Linked DNA regions of Mus musculus: region 1 is linked to region 2. The links are chromatin contacts, called in public promoter capture Hi-C maps. All regions are on one chromosome and are shown on one strand. The core of a region is the stretch at or near the end of the contact, and the rest is flanking DNA. Distances in the headings are between cores, read along the strand shown. Region 1 overlaps Klf12 (Kruppel-like factor 12). Region 2 holds the start of Dis3 (DIS3 homolog, exosome endoribonuclease and 3'-5' exoribonuclease).

Region 1 (6,924 bases), core at 3,672-6,171, 790 kb after region 2:
AGTATCCAGATGCATGTCATTTCCTAACAAATCGTTTAAATTGAGAGTTCTGAACCAGGGGAAATCAATGTCTCTCTTAGAAGAATCACGCAAGCCCATGAGACTTTAAAAAGTATCTTCTGACATTAGGAAAGTATAGAAGGTGAGGGTCAGATGCCACGTGGGTGGGGCACACTCTGGATGTTTCAGGGATGACAGATGAGAATCTTGTTCCATCTCCAGCTTCCTTACACACTTGGGAAAGCTGGCAACCATAAACAACGATGAGTGGCTACTCTAGTGAGTCTAGGAAGGAGTGCTAACATTGGGAAGATCTCTCTCTCTCTCTCTCTCTCTCTCTTTCTCTCTCTCTCTCTCTGTGTGTGTGTGTGTGTGTGTGTGTATGTAAAACAATAGTAGTTAAAGTCATTTGTGTAGCAAAAGTAAGTTAAATAGTAATTTTATAATAATTAATAGGTGATGAACTTGAGGGGAGCAAGGGGAGAGCTGGATGGATGGAAGAGCACGTGGAAGTGAAGTAAAAGAAGTACTTATGTATAAAATTCTCAAAAATAGAATGGAATAAAAAATAAAGTCAGTCTATTCTGACAAAATGGTTGTTCATTGCTTTGTTACTTGAAGAAGTTATGTCGTATGGCAACCTGCTGTAAAGTCCAACAGGTAACATGAAGGGGACAAAGGTTACATTTTGTTTTCTGTGTCTGATAAGTATGAGTTTTCAAAACCAAAAATTCAATTACCACATGCTTTCTTAGTACATTAGAACCACAAAAATCACTGGTATTATTAGTCACCACTTTGAGTTTCTGGTTTTTTTTTTTTAAATCTGCTTTTGTTGTTTAAAGGGAGTATTAAAAGAATCAACAGTAAAATGTAAAAAGATGCAAAGATCTTTAAAAAGTTGAGATGTTAAAAACGTACATCCCAGTCAATAGATCCATGTCACTGGCATATAATTTATAATTCACAAATCAAAATACTGGATCATCTGATAATACTGTGTTCCAGAACTTTTTAAAAAGCCTATAAATCTATCAATATTGAATCATGTCGATATAAGCTATGTTTGAAACTTGCAGAGCTTCTAACATTTTTTTTTTGCAACTGGTTTGTGAATATAAAACAGGGATATTTTTATTTATGTATATAAAGAAAATCAGCATTTGACTTTAAAAGTATAGCCAGGAGCGGATAGAATGTGGAGTGAATTTTATTCACTAATTTTATTCGCTAACTCTTATTGGCTAAGATTTGGACCTAGTGTCTCAAACCTGAAATCCTGTCACTTGGGAGGCTGTAGCAAGAAGATTTGCCCCGAATTTGATTTTGTTATGGGATATAAAGAGAGTTCCATGATAGTCTTGCTACAGATTAACACTCTGTCGAAAAAAAAAACCCACACAACACAACAAAGACAAAGACACAGATGTGAACAATATAAATGGAGCAGCACCAAGGGCTGTTGGCTTTGCTCCTCATAGCTCTGTCTTCACCAAGACAGACTGTGCTCCCAGTGAAAAAAACATCGGCGAATTTCTTCAGGAATAGCAGGCTTCCTTGAAGTTTAATTTATTGGTAGCAGAGTCCCATACACATTTTATCTCAAACTGTTTTCCAAAGAAATATGCTGAAAAAATATGCCTACCTCTTTCTTAATAAGTTATTAAGGTGGAGGGATTTCTCTTTGACTGTGTGCATGCCTCTGCACCGCTGGTATGCCTGGTGTCCACAGAGGCAGAAGCAGCACTGGATTCTCTGGGTTTTGTTTTGTTTTGTTTTGTTTTGTTTTGTTTTGTTTTGTTTTGTTTTTCCCCACATTTTTCCTTAGATATTTTCTTCATTTACATTTCAAATGCTATCCCCAAAGTGCCCTATACCCTCCCCCTGTCCTGCTCCCCAACCCACTCACTCCCACTTCTTGGTGCTGGCGTTCCCCTGTACTGGAACATATAAAGTTTGCAAGACCAATGGGCCTCTCTTTCCAGTGATGGCCGACTAGGCCATCTTCTGATACATATGCAGCTAGAGACACGAGCTCTGGGGGTACTGGTTAGTTCATATTGTTGTTCCACCTATAAGGCTGCAGATCCCTTCAGCTCCTTGGGTACTTTCTCTAGCTCCTCCATTGGTGGCCCTGTGTTCCATCCTATAGATAACTGTGAGCATTCACTTCTGTATTTGCCAGGCACTGGCAAAGCCTCACAGGAGACAGCTATATCAGGGTCCCTTCAGCAAATTTTTGCTGGCGTATGCAATAGTGTTTGTGTTTGGTGGCTGATTATGGGATGGACCCCCGAGTGGGACAGTCTCTGGATGGTCCATCCTTTCGTGGCTGTGAGTCACAATATGGGTGCTGGGAATCAAACCTGGGACCTCTGGAAAAGCAGCCAGGGCTCTTAACCACTGAACCATGTTTCCAGGCCCCATCGTGCCTTTTAAATTCCATTTAGAAAAGAGGGTTAGGCAATAAACAACTACAAATATAACCCTTCACAGGCTTAAAACATATTTAGAATATCCTCAAAATACCTAGAGGTAATGACTTCACTATCAGACTGTTATTGATTCTTATTTCTTATGTTAATTCTATGAAAGAGGATGAAATTACTGGCTAAAGAAAACATCAGTTTGGTACAGTGCTGTAGCAATAAGTCTTCCTATGTAATTTTGTTTTGGGGACTTAAATTTAAAATGTAAAGTAGGACAAAGAATTCAAAGACAAAGGTGGCTGGCTAATTGGATCACACTTTGCCACTCCTTTGGGGTACAGTTTATCCTCCCTTAAAGCAGTTTCTTTCATTGTGACATATCATATTTTAATGAAGCATTTTCAGCATAGTCTTAAGAAAGCAAACGTACCAGACAGGAGTAAGGGCATCTGGGGGCTGCTGAGGTGGCTCAGTGGCTAACGGAGCTTATCATACAATGGGCCACCTCACTGGAATACAGGCAACAATGGAAAGAGCACACCAACTCCACAAGGGTGTCCTCTGACCACCTCACATACCCTGTGGCGTAAACCCCTCCCAACTCCCTCCCTTTCTACCACCTCCACCCCCTCATTAATAATCACTTTTTTAAAGTATCATTTTATTGTTGCTCTAAAAGATTTTTAACAGCAGTCTTTGGAGTTTGTGTTGGACACACAAATTCCTAGCCACATACAGGCAGCATTTGCCCCTGCTATGAATGAAGTGTCCTGGTAAAATAAGAAACTCATATCAGTTTTTTTTTTTTCTGTCTCAAAACAGTCAACACAAACTGATTTATTATGAGATACTTGTCCTTTTGCATTCTGGTTAAAGAAAAGGATTAAGACTAGCTCGGTGCCTTGCTATGGCATTTGCCAAGCAGAAGGTACAATAAAGTCTAAAGAAAACATCAGGTATTGAATGGATTCCCAAAACCTACCAAACAAAAAAATCACTTTTTCAGGGCCTCCCATTTCACCACCTGAAATGCTAAAAGGTAAATGTGGATTGAGACAAAGGGCAGGTGCCCTTTCATACGGAGATGACGTGTGAGCTATACACATAGAGAGAGGAATGTGCAATTTCAAAAGGCCCATGTTAAACAAAACCCCGTGCTCTCCGTGGCTCCTCTGTTATTTTCTCAAGCAACTGAAAAGGAACCCTTTAGCAACAGGAAGTACAGGCATTTTCTAGGTTCAGAAGTGCATTTCTGAAATATGTTTAACTTTTACAAAGTTACAGGGCCCAGACACTGACAAATGAGCTTCATTTCATTCAGGGCTCAACATATTTGCTGTGACAACCTGTTTCACCGGAGGAATGGTATTTGCATATGAGGAAAGAGAAGGAGAGGGGGAGTCAAGATTCCTATCTTGTCTTCTGGTTTCTGTTACATCAGTTCATGAAGGTTCACAGATATCTAGACCTGGAAGGAAACTAGGTGCTTTCAAGACAAGGAACTAGAAACCTGGAGATCAGGACAGAGTTGGTATTACAAGCCACTGCATTGCCCAAGGCTGGGCTAGCTCATACTCCCTCTTGGGGTTAATACAGCCCATGCTACCTGGGGTTTTACAATCAGGCCAAATGGCCAAACACGGGGTCAGTTACCAACCTGCATCTGAGTTCTAGGCTGTAGAATTCAACGTCTTTGGCTGGTCATTTATTCCCACAGTCTGTGAGACTCCAAACTGCACATTACAGAATATTTGATTTTATGGTTATGAGACTCAAGGTAATCCTGTTTACTGTAAGGAAATGTAAATAAAATACATCTCTGCTGTTGTGTGCGATGTGAAGTTGTGTGTGTGTGTGTGTGTGTGTGTGTGTGAGAGAGAGAGAGAGAGAGAGAGAGAGAGAGAGCGAGAGAGAGCGAGAGAGAGTGAGCGAGCGTTATGTTTTTTTTTAAATGTATTTAGATGTGTTCACCCACACAAGCCTATGTAGACCCCAGAGGCTGACACAGAATGTCTCCACTAATTGCTTCTCCACTTTGATTTTGGAGGCGTATTTTTTCCCTTAACCCTCATCTTGCTGACTGGGATGGACTGGCTGTCCACGGAATTCCAAGGATCCTCCTGTCCTCTGCTCTGTTCCATGCTGGGATCATATGCCTTTAAGCATAGCTCTTTCTCTTTTTAATTTTCCCTTTTTTTTTTAAACCTAGGTCCTAGGGAATCGGCATCCAGTGCCTCTGAGCCACCTCTCCAAGCCCCTGTTTGCTGTTTTTTTAAGGAACAAGTTACATTGTTCGGGTAACTGGATGTCCATTCCAATCTTTGCTTTTGAAAACATTTTAAGTACAGAACTGCCTGGGCCAACGAGACCAATCTATTGTATGTGATATCAATTTATTTGGTCTTGGAAATGTAATCAAACAGTCAATGTGTTACTCTTCATTCCCCTGAACTGTGTGGACTAACTTTGTGTATGACTAACACTAGGTGAGCCCCTGTGTCGTTTTATAGAGACACACCTTGATAACAATAGTATTTTCTGCTTTCCACACACCATGCCTTTCTCTAAGTGATTTTTAATATATTTGATCTTGAGAGCTTGCTTATCTAGCAGTTGAAGTAGCTAACCCCACTTCAACCAGGCATCCAGTCTGTATGAGTCTTAATCACTTTTTATACTGCTTCTCCATACTTCTCCTTACTGCTTTAATAGGCGAGGATATCTAGTCAGAACTGAACTGGGAGACAAGGCCCAAGTTACGACTTACTGGGTAGACAGTATTGTTAATACAAAGTCTAGCTTTCTCACCCAGAAAGCAAACACTAATGAATGAAAATATTCTACAATTAAATCTACTTTATAGAAAGTAAAAAGTTCAAGGTCAAAGGACATTGTTTTCTTTGGCTGTTCTGAGTTTATGTTTCCATGAGGTGTCAACACGTATTTGCCTACGTGTCTGGTTACTGTACGTTTCTTTTGCAGGCTCTTCTTTAACCTGCAACACAGATGTATGCCAAGACTTTAAGCTTTTCTTCTCACTTAAATAGCTCCCCTTGTTACCACAGTTCCTGCTGCAACCTACCAGGGAAATCCCAAGTATCTAGTTCCCAGTCTCACTTTCAAGTGCTGGAGACATTATAAGATAATGAACTGAGGCCCTGAAAGTCATCTCAGGTGACCAAAACTTTATTCAGCACCTACCACCTCAACAACATTCTTCTGGATGTGAAGTGAGTTTCCTTGTTAAAAGCAATACCATATAGACTAGCACAACGGTGAATAAGGTGTTCTATGAATATACCTTTGGTAGTTTTGGCAGAACCATTATGTGAAGAAAAGGCAAATCCATAAGCAAAATAAGTATCTACTCTAGTAGTTAACCGAAGTTCTGCCCACTGTGAAGATTTCCCCTCATTTTGGAATTCAGGGAATTCCAGAAAGCAGTTGTAAATACTGTGTCTGTCAATGTCTGGTTGGTACCTGCATAACATGGATTCCAAGTATATACTTCCTTCAGGGGAACCCTGTCCCAGTCCTCTAGGCTGCTGCCATCTAACTAGCTCTCATCTTGATGATGAGTAAGCTGTGCCCTTGCCTTCTCTTCCTTAGTCAAATGATCATACAGCACACCCCATGAAGATATCGGTGCCTGTGGAGCTGCGGATGGCATTGTAGTAGGAGTAAAATGCATTTGGGCAATGTCTTTATGTAACTTGCTTGTGCTTTCAGGACCTGATTGGCCTGATCATGTATATACTGCTTTTACTTGCTAATGAGTTGCTGTTGTACACATCTCACTCTATGGCTTGGTGGGTCAAATAATACTTAGTTTGTGTTGGGTAGCTTAGGTTGGCCCATTGTCGAACATTCAGTTTCTGCTAAGGTCCAAAAGCAGGCCAACAGCTGTCTCTCAAAGGGAGAAGAGTTGTTTGTAGATGATGATTTCTTGCTCCAAAATCTCAAGATCTCTTCTGCGATTCACCTGTAGGGGCCTGACAAAGGCTCCAAACAGCATCCCTATCTGCCATTGACACCTCAAGTACCATTGGGTCTGTGGGATCACATGGTCCAAGTGGTAGAGTAGCCTGCACATCAGCCAGGACTGGTTGATGAGCACTCACAGCTTACATATCTGAGTCATTTGTTATATGGGCCATAGTAACACACTCACGTGAGAAAGTGCTGTCTCCGGAATTCAAATAGACCCCTTAAACATTGTGCTTTTTCCTTAGTGGTGAGAGAGACCAGGTGCAACAATTCATCCTTTGTCTTAGAAGGTGTATGCCCCATACCACTGGACTCCTAAGAATTTCTTGGAGTAAGAAGGCGCTTGAATTTTGGTTGTATTTATTTCCTATCCTCATGTGCATGTGTGCCAACAAATCCAAAGTGGTACACACCTTCTGCTCACTTGCTCCAATTAGCATAATGTCATCAGCATAGTGGACCAATGTGATATTTTGTAGAAGAGACAGATAATCAACTAAGTTATGAA
Region 2 (6,539 bases), core at 12-2,511:
TTAGGGTGTGACCTCACTAACACTGCGACCTTAGATGAGCCTATGTAGGTAGCACTGTCTTCCACACAACCAGGTAACCACCAAGCAGCACAGGAAGCTACAGCCTGTGTTTGATAAATTCCTTTCCAAGAAGTCTGTTAAATTTAGGTAGCCCTGTGGTTTTGTGATACTTACTTATGGTGCTCATTAGTGAAGGTATAGAAATGCTTTTCCTGGTTATTGGTCACATCCCTGATTCGCTTGTAGATGGGGGCGCTCCGGTTTCTCACTTCTTGCATCACTGTTTGTAGCACAATGACATTTCTGATGGCCGGGTGTTCGAGGACATCAATCTTAAAAAACCAAAGCCAAATGTTAACTCCCCCGTTTTCAGTTCTACCTTGAACTCTCTGCCCAGCCTGAATTCTTGTGACAGTTTAAAACACTGACTCTCCGTTAGGCCAAAGTGGTACTTGGCTGCAGAAAAAACTTGACAAAGTCACTAAGGGGGGACCCTGTAGGCCTGAGACGATGACAAGCACCCATAATCGGACCACAGAGTTTGCAATACCAGAGCTATTAATAAGTAAATTATGCTGGCCCACACAATTTTTTGTTCGTAGGCACTTACAAGCTGCCTGGGGGTCGCAATCTGGAGGCCACAGAAGCCCAGGTCCCCGGCTTCCAGGCACTTATAATCTAAAGTAGAAGAGACACCAGGGGTTAGAAAATGTAACGTGTCTAAAAATAAGACTCCAAGAACCGAAAAAAAATATATATATATAAATAAATAAAGTGACATCAGGGAACGGTACCTCAGCCTGGATGGCAGGATGCGAGCGAGGGTAGCCACGGTACTTGCCTCTCTCCATCCAACATCCCAAGACCCGCCTCCCCGGTCCCCAGCGTCCCTGTCTGCCACGCCCCCTCGTCACCACGCGGCCCCGCGTCCACGCACCTGGTGCAGCAGCACATTGGTGTCCGGCAGAAGGTAGTGCGGCCACGGGCAGAGGCTGCTCGCCTGGTCCCGGGGCTGCAGCTCCAGGGCCGGGCCCGCGTGCGCCCCGCCGCAGGCCGAGCAAGCCGGCGCGCCGCAGCCGATGTCATCCCGCAGGTAGTGCTCGCGCACGATCTTCACCACGCCGCCCGCGCGGGTCTTCTTCAAGAACGTCTTGGACCTGAGCATCTCGCCTCGCGGCGTGGGATCCCGGCCGTCAGCTAAGAAACCGAGGCGCGGCCACGCGCATTCCCGCTTTTGCCCGCTGGCTGGTGAGGTCACTCTCGCGAGAAAACACGAAGGCGCGTTCGTTCCCCGACGGTCGCGGTGATTGGGCGAGTGTTGGTTGTTTCCTCCCGCCGGTGGGCGGGGCTTTCCTCTGGACTACAGCTCCCAGCCTGCACCGCTTCCGACTGGCTTCCGGGAAGGAGTGAGCTTGGGTACCTGCGCACCCCAGGTTCTTCCGACTTCTTCTGGGGCACGGCGTGTGGTTGTCTTGGTGACCGATCCTAACGGTCCGGTAGCCCCGAGATACCTGTTGAGGGGTGGCAGCCTGAGCTGCTGACTGAAGACGCCATTGGTTCTTCCAAGAGTCCGGGTGAAGCTGGTGTTATCCTTATATGCGGAGTTACTGACCATTGAGAGGTAGCTTCCAGGAATCCTTTTCCCTTTCTTTCTCACGCGGCGCAGAGATGCTAAAATGTAGGAAGTTTAGAATGTACGGATTTCTTAATCAAAGAGGGAGAAGCCGGTCCCTGGTCCTTGGTAACTCACGCAAGGATTTGTTTTCTTATTTTACTTTTTTTCCCCCCCAATCCTTTCCCTTTAAAAAGGAAAGAGGCGGATTGTACTGAAGCTCTTCCTGTTCCCCCCCACCACACAGACCTCCTTCTTTAGCGTTCCTCTTAGAGAAACTGAAATAGCTAGTTCTATAACTATTTTACTAAATCGTGTCGTATTTAAACAAGGGAGTTACAAAAAGCCTTGTGAAGGCTAAAATGTGCTATTCAGAATATTCGAGTTTGTACCCTTCTAACCTCTTTAGGTTTTTCAAGTTATTTAAAAATGCTTTTGTCGCACTCTGAGCCTGTTTTCAAATTTTTCGGTGATGCCTTAACTGTAAAACTAAACCTGGCATGTAAGTCTTGCTTTATAAACCCTCCACCGACATACCAACATTTTTCTCTCTGTGTCCAGATTTCAATACTACTTCTGTGAGGACCTTCAGTGACAAAAATCAACCTCTCCTTGAGTTTGAAACTTAGTATTATAGGGCTATCCTTTCTATTTTACATGACTTTATTTATCTGTTACCTTCAAGTAAGATTCTTGCCCCGAGACACACACACACACACAGGACAATGGGTGAGTTCATGATAGGATTTAGTGAGTCTGTTTGATTTGAACACTAATCTGGCTTACATTTGGGACCTTCCAATACCTAATGATCTAGGCGATCCTTGGTGTCTCTTTAATGCTCTGTATGCCCTGTAGTAGGTTTTTTTTTTTTTGTATATTTAACTTTATTTCTTTTTATTCTACAGAAGATTGATTCAAATAATAAAATGTCTCGCAAAATTGCCAAGGAACCAAAAAAAGTAAATATCTCTAGTTCTCTGGAGTCTGAAGATATTAGTTTGGAAACAACCATTCATACAGATGATGTCTCATCATCAGAGGAGCGAGAAGGTAAAGTCAAAATCACCAGGCAGTTAATCGAAAGAAAAGAGATACTTCATAATATTCAGTTACTGAAAATCGAGCTATCCCAGAAAAACATGATGATCGACAACTTGAAAATGGATTATCTTACAAAGGTAAGGTCAGATGCAAACTGTTATTCTCTTGAAACTGAAAAGGAAAGATAAGTTGGTGTATAGGCCGGGTGCGGCTGCACATGCCTTTAATCCCAGCCCTTGGAAGCAGAGGCAGGCCCATTGCTCTGAATTCTAGGCCATCCTGATTTACATGGGGAGGTCTAGGATAGCCAGACTATGTGATTTTTCTGTCTCAAAAACGAAAAAACAAAACAAACAAACAAACAAAAATATATATATATTTGGAATTTAAATGCCACACTTCATACTCCTTGTCCAATGTTGCCTTTCTGCAGTTTGCGTATTGAAATGGGGTGTTTTAAGTGTATGAGTGAGTTACCTTTGAAGGCTCAAGTTTTAGAGTGTGACATTAGTGGAATATGTATTTTCTTAAGAATGAAAATGTAGCCAAGTTTTCTGGGACTGACTGGTCTGATAGGAAGAGTGAAGATCATAACTGTATTGCTGAATCTCAATTGTCCTTTCTTTAGAAGTCGGATTTCCTTGTTAACCTTCCTACACAGTTACTCTGTCTGAGAGGTACTGTGTCATAGAAGTCAATTTTAGGTGACCATTGTCTTTAGCAAGTGCGTTATCCTTTAGTGGCGGTGAACTAGTTGTCTTTTTGCCTTGTGTGGTACTTAGTCCCAGGGTAGTTCATGGAATGCCTGGTAGAGGTGAAACGAGCCCTAAGAAATAGTGACTGGCCTCCAGACACATCTCTGCAGTGTTACTTCTTCTGTTCCTAAGACAGTTACTTGTTTCTGACAGTGAACTTTCCCTCTTCACTCTCCATCTCAGCTCTTCCGGCAAAAGCCCGTGTCCAGCAGTTTGTTTACGTTGTTATACTTCTTCTTGTTAACTTGGTCTTTTATTTTAGCTCTATGCTACTTAATATGATATGCATATTAAGATACTCAGCGTTTCTCTACTAGAAGATAATGTATTTCTTTGGGGCCAATGAGATAACTTCATGGGTAAAAATGCTTAACCGTCCAAGCCTGGGGACCTGAGCTCCATCCCTGGGATGTAGAGTGAAAGAGAGCTGACTCATGGCACGCACACACACGCACAGACACGCGCACACACACACACACACGCACACACACTCACACTCACATACACACACGTACACACACACACGCACGCACGCACACACACACACACACACACACACACACACGCACGCACGCACACTCCACGACTTAGTAGGAAGAAGGAGAGGGCGAGAGAGATAGCTAGGCAGTTCACAGAGCTTGCTGCTCTTCCCATTACAACACTGGCTCAGATTTCAGAACCCGCAATTTCAGAGGATTCAGTACTGTTTTCTGGCCACCGAGGGCACCAGACTGAAACATACATATGTGCAAGCAAAACATTCAGACTCATAAAAGTTAAATAAATCATAAAGTATTGGTTTAAAATTTGATTATTTACTTATTTGTGAGCCGCTTGGGATCAAACCCAGGGCTTTCAGCCTGCTAGATACATGCTCTGCCCATGAGGAAAATACATGAGAAAGAAGGAACAATTTCTTAATGGGGCCCCTTCAAGACCTCAAGGTTTTAATGCAGTAAAGAAATAGCACTTCACATTAATGACTGAGCCAGTAGTACACATTAGGCTATAGCTGTTATTCTTGCCTTGCTCTCTCTGAGATGCTGAAACAAAAACCTTAGGAATGGGAATTTGTTTTCACTGTGTGGCAGCCAATATATCCAGGAGTGGGCGCTGGTCATGAGTTCTGTCCATTCAGGGTCTTCTGCCTCTTGCTGAGTCCTCACCTGGCAGAAGGGCGGCTATTTTTCTCCATCAGTCTGTTTCATTAGGGCAGTCACTCCTGTCCTAGGCACACTGCCTGTGCAACCTAAGCATTCCCCAGACGGCCTCCCCTCAACTCCTATCACATTGGTGACTGGTTACCATATAGGGAAGTAGATATGGACCAAATTATACATGTACACACACCCACAAACACATGCAGACTTACTTACTGGTTTTGTTCATTTTATCTCTCTCGCTCTACATTTATTTTGTGTTCTGAGAGCACACATGCTGTAGAGCACATGTAGAGGACTCTTGTAGGACTTGCTCTCCCCTTATTTTTCAATTTAGTTTTTGAAAATTTCAAATCTGACTTCAGTACGTGCATCCTTCCCCCTCCTCTGCCCTCTGTCCAGCTTCGGTGTATTCCCTGGCCCCCTGCACCTGCACCCACACCCCCAAATTCAAGGCTTCTTACTTGGCAAGAAGTTCTAAAATGTAATAGTAATACTTGATCAGGAGGTAACCAACAGCCAACCAACTGGATTCCAGCCCACTTAGTAGAAGGACTTTCACACCTGGTACTATAAGCATAGCCACCTAACCCTTGGCTGGCGAGGCCATGGACCTAGAGGAGGACCTATTGCCACCATGTCCCTAACCACTACAATTCCTAGCTGCATTACAACTTATCCTTGTACCCACAGATGAATAAATGTAGCTTTCACCCCTTGTCAAACAGGCTTTGTTTTGCAGCAGATCACAATGGAGAAAACAACTGACCATGGGGAGTCCGGCTCAACTGATACATCTGTGATGAAACCCCTGTATACCTAAGGCCTAGGGAACATCTTGGAAGAGGAGGGTGGAAATATTTTAAGCCCAGATCTGCTGGTTCTTTCCTTTCACTGTGTGGCCTTCAGGGATCTAACTCAGGTCATCTAGATTGGCAGGAAGCAGTTACCACCAAGCCATCTCACCAGCCCATGTTTGTCAGTGTCTTTTAATAGACTGTAGGGACCCTGAGTGCAAGGACAGACTTGTATTATGTTACTGCTGGATTCCAGTACTGTGAATAGTGTCTCACGTACAGTGCTTAACTGTTTAACCTCATTCTGTCCACTTAGGTGAGCATTACAGACTTTGACAAGAATAGTTCCACTGAGTAGTATGGGACAGATGTATATGGAAGCTTTAATCTGAAAGATAGAAGGGAAATGGTTTATAGCCTAGGAGTAATGTGATCAAGGCAGTGATGTTTGTTGTTTTGTGTGTCGGAGGCTGGGTGTATTTGTTTAGTGGTAAAGGTGATCCAGGAGAGAGGGGTCTTGATGTAAGAGGAATGCTGTTAGACTCATCTGCTTGTTAATGTGGAGACAGGAACTGTCAGGGTTAAAACAAAGGGGAAAGGAATTAGACTCGCACAGGACCAAGTGCATAGGGGTAAACAGAAAGCACAGGCTATTAGGGAACTGGAGAATTTATATGGACTGAGCCATGTGCTGGTTTCAGTTAGTCACAAAGCAACTTGACAAAAATCTCTGGGAGGGTACTCTGCTACAATGAGAATTTTTTACAGAGACAGTGACTTGAAAGTGGTATACTCTTGTTACACATTTTAAAGGCAAGATAAAGGAAGTTGTGGAAGTTTGTGAAATATCAGGAAAGGAAGTTGGTGTGATAGTGCAGACGGGCATGTCAAGAGAGCCCATTTATCTTGTTAATTCAGAGACCATGAGGTTAGTGGATTGAGCACTTAATTGTTTTGTTCTGAATGTTTGTGTTTTCACCTCCATGGCAGTTACTGGAGGATGCACAGTGCTCAGGTTAGCTCGTGACTTACAGTGTGAGCAGAGAGTTTACATGAAGTTCCCATCTCAGTGAGCTCTGTGTGTAAGCTAGGGCGAGAGTCATCATCGTACTCGTAGCCTGGCAGAACATCCATATGACGGTAGCTTAACCCAGAACCTTATAGACCCCTA

What was found. Promoter capture Hi-C pulls out the DNA fragments that hold promoters and counts their contacts.
Region 1: a contact with region 2 is called in a promoter capture Hi-C map of maxillary cranial neural crest. The contact joins the enhancer-like site here to the promoter of Dis3 in region 2. A contact is called at or near these places in 21 of 39 promoter capture datasets (the 3T3-L1 cell line, 3T3-L1-derived adipocytes, the C10 cell line and 15 more), 1 of 15 datasets of contacts at CTCF or cohesin (large pre-B cells), 2 of 484 Hi-C or Micro-C datasets (cerebral cortex and cortical neurons), 12 of 115 datasets of contacts at active chromatin or transcription factors (the 230-238 cell line, acute myeloid leukemia, embryonic basal ganglia and 8 more) and 3 of 9 other capture datasets (adipose tissue, embryonic stem cells and liver).

The regions. Positions count from the first base shown.
Region 1 is chr14:99,881,775-99,888,698 of GRCm38.p6, forward strand. The region is part of intron 6 of Klf12 (Kruppel-like factor 12); the gene reads right to left. Among named protein-coding and RNA genes, the nearest start is that of Gm22970, 110 kb to the left of the region's middle. Within about 2 kb of position 4,922, at least 13 of the 459 cell types and tissues checked have an H3K27ac peak or open chromatin away from gene starts, as enhancers often do. A contact at or near this core is called in stem cell-derived epiblast-like cells, where this site is marked.
Region 2 is chr14:99,098,509-99,105,047 of GRCm38.p6, forward strand. Dis3 (DIS3 homolog, exosome endoribonuclease and 3'-5' exoribonuclease) reads right to left here and starts at 1,262. Exons shown (of 21, transcript NM_028315.2): 1 at 938-1,262; 2 at 175-332. The coding sequence starts at 1,165. It overlaps Pibf1 (progesterone immunomodulatory binding factor 1), which reads left to right and starts at 916. Exons shown (of 18, transcript NM_029320.3): 1 at 916-1,621; 2 at 2,521-2,793. The coding sequence starts at 2,542.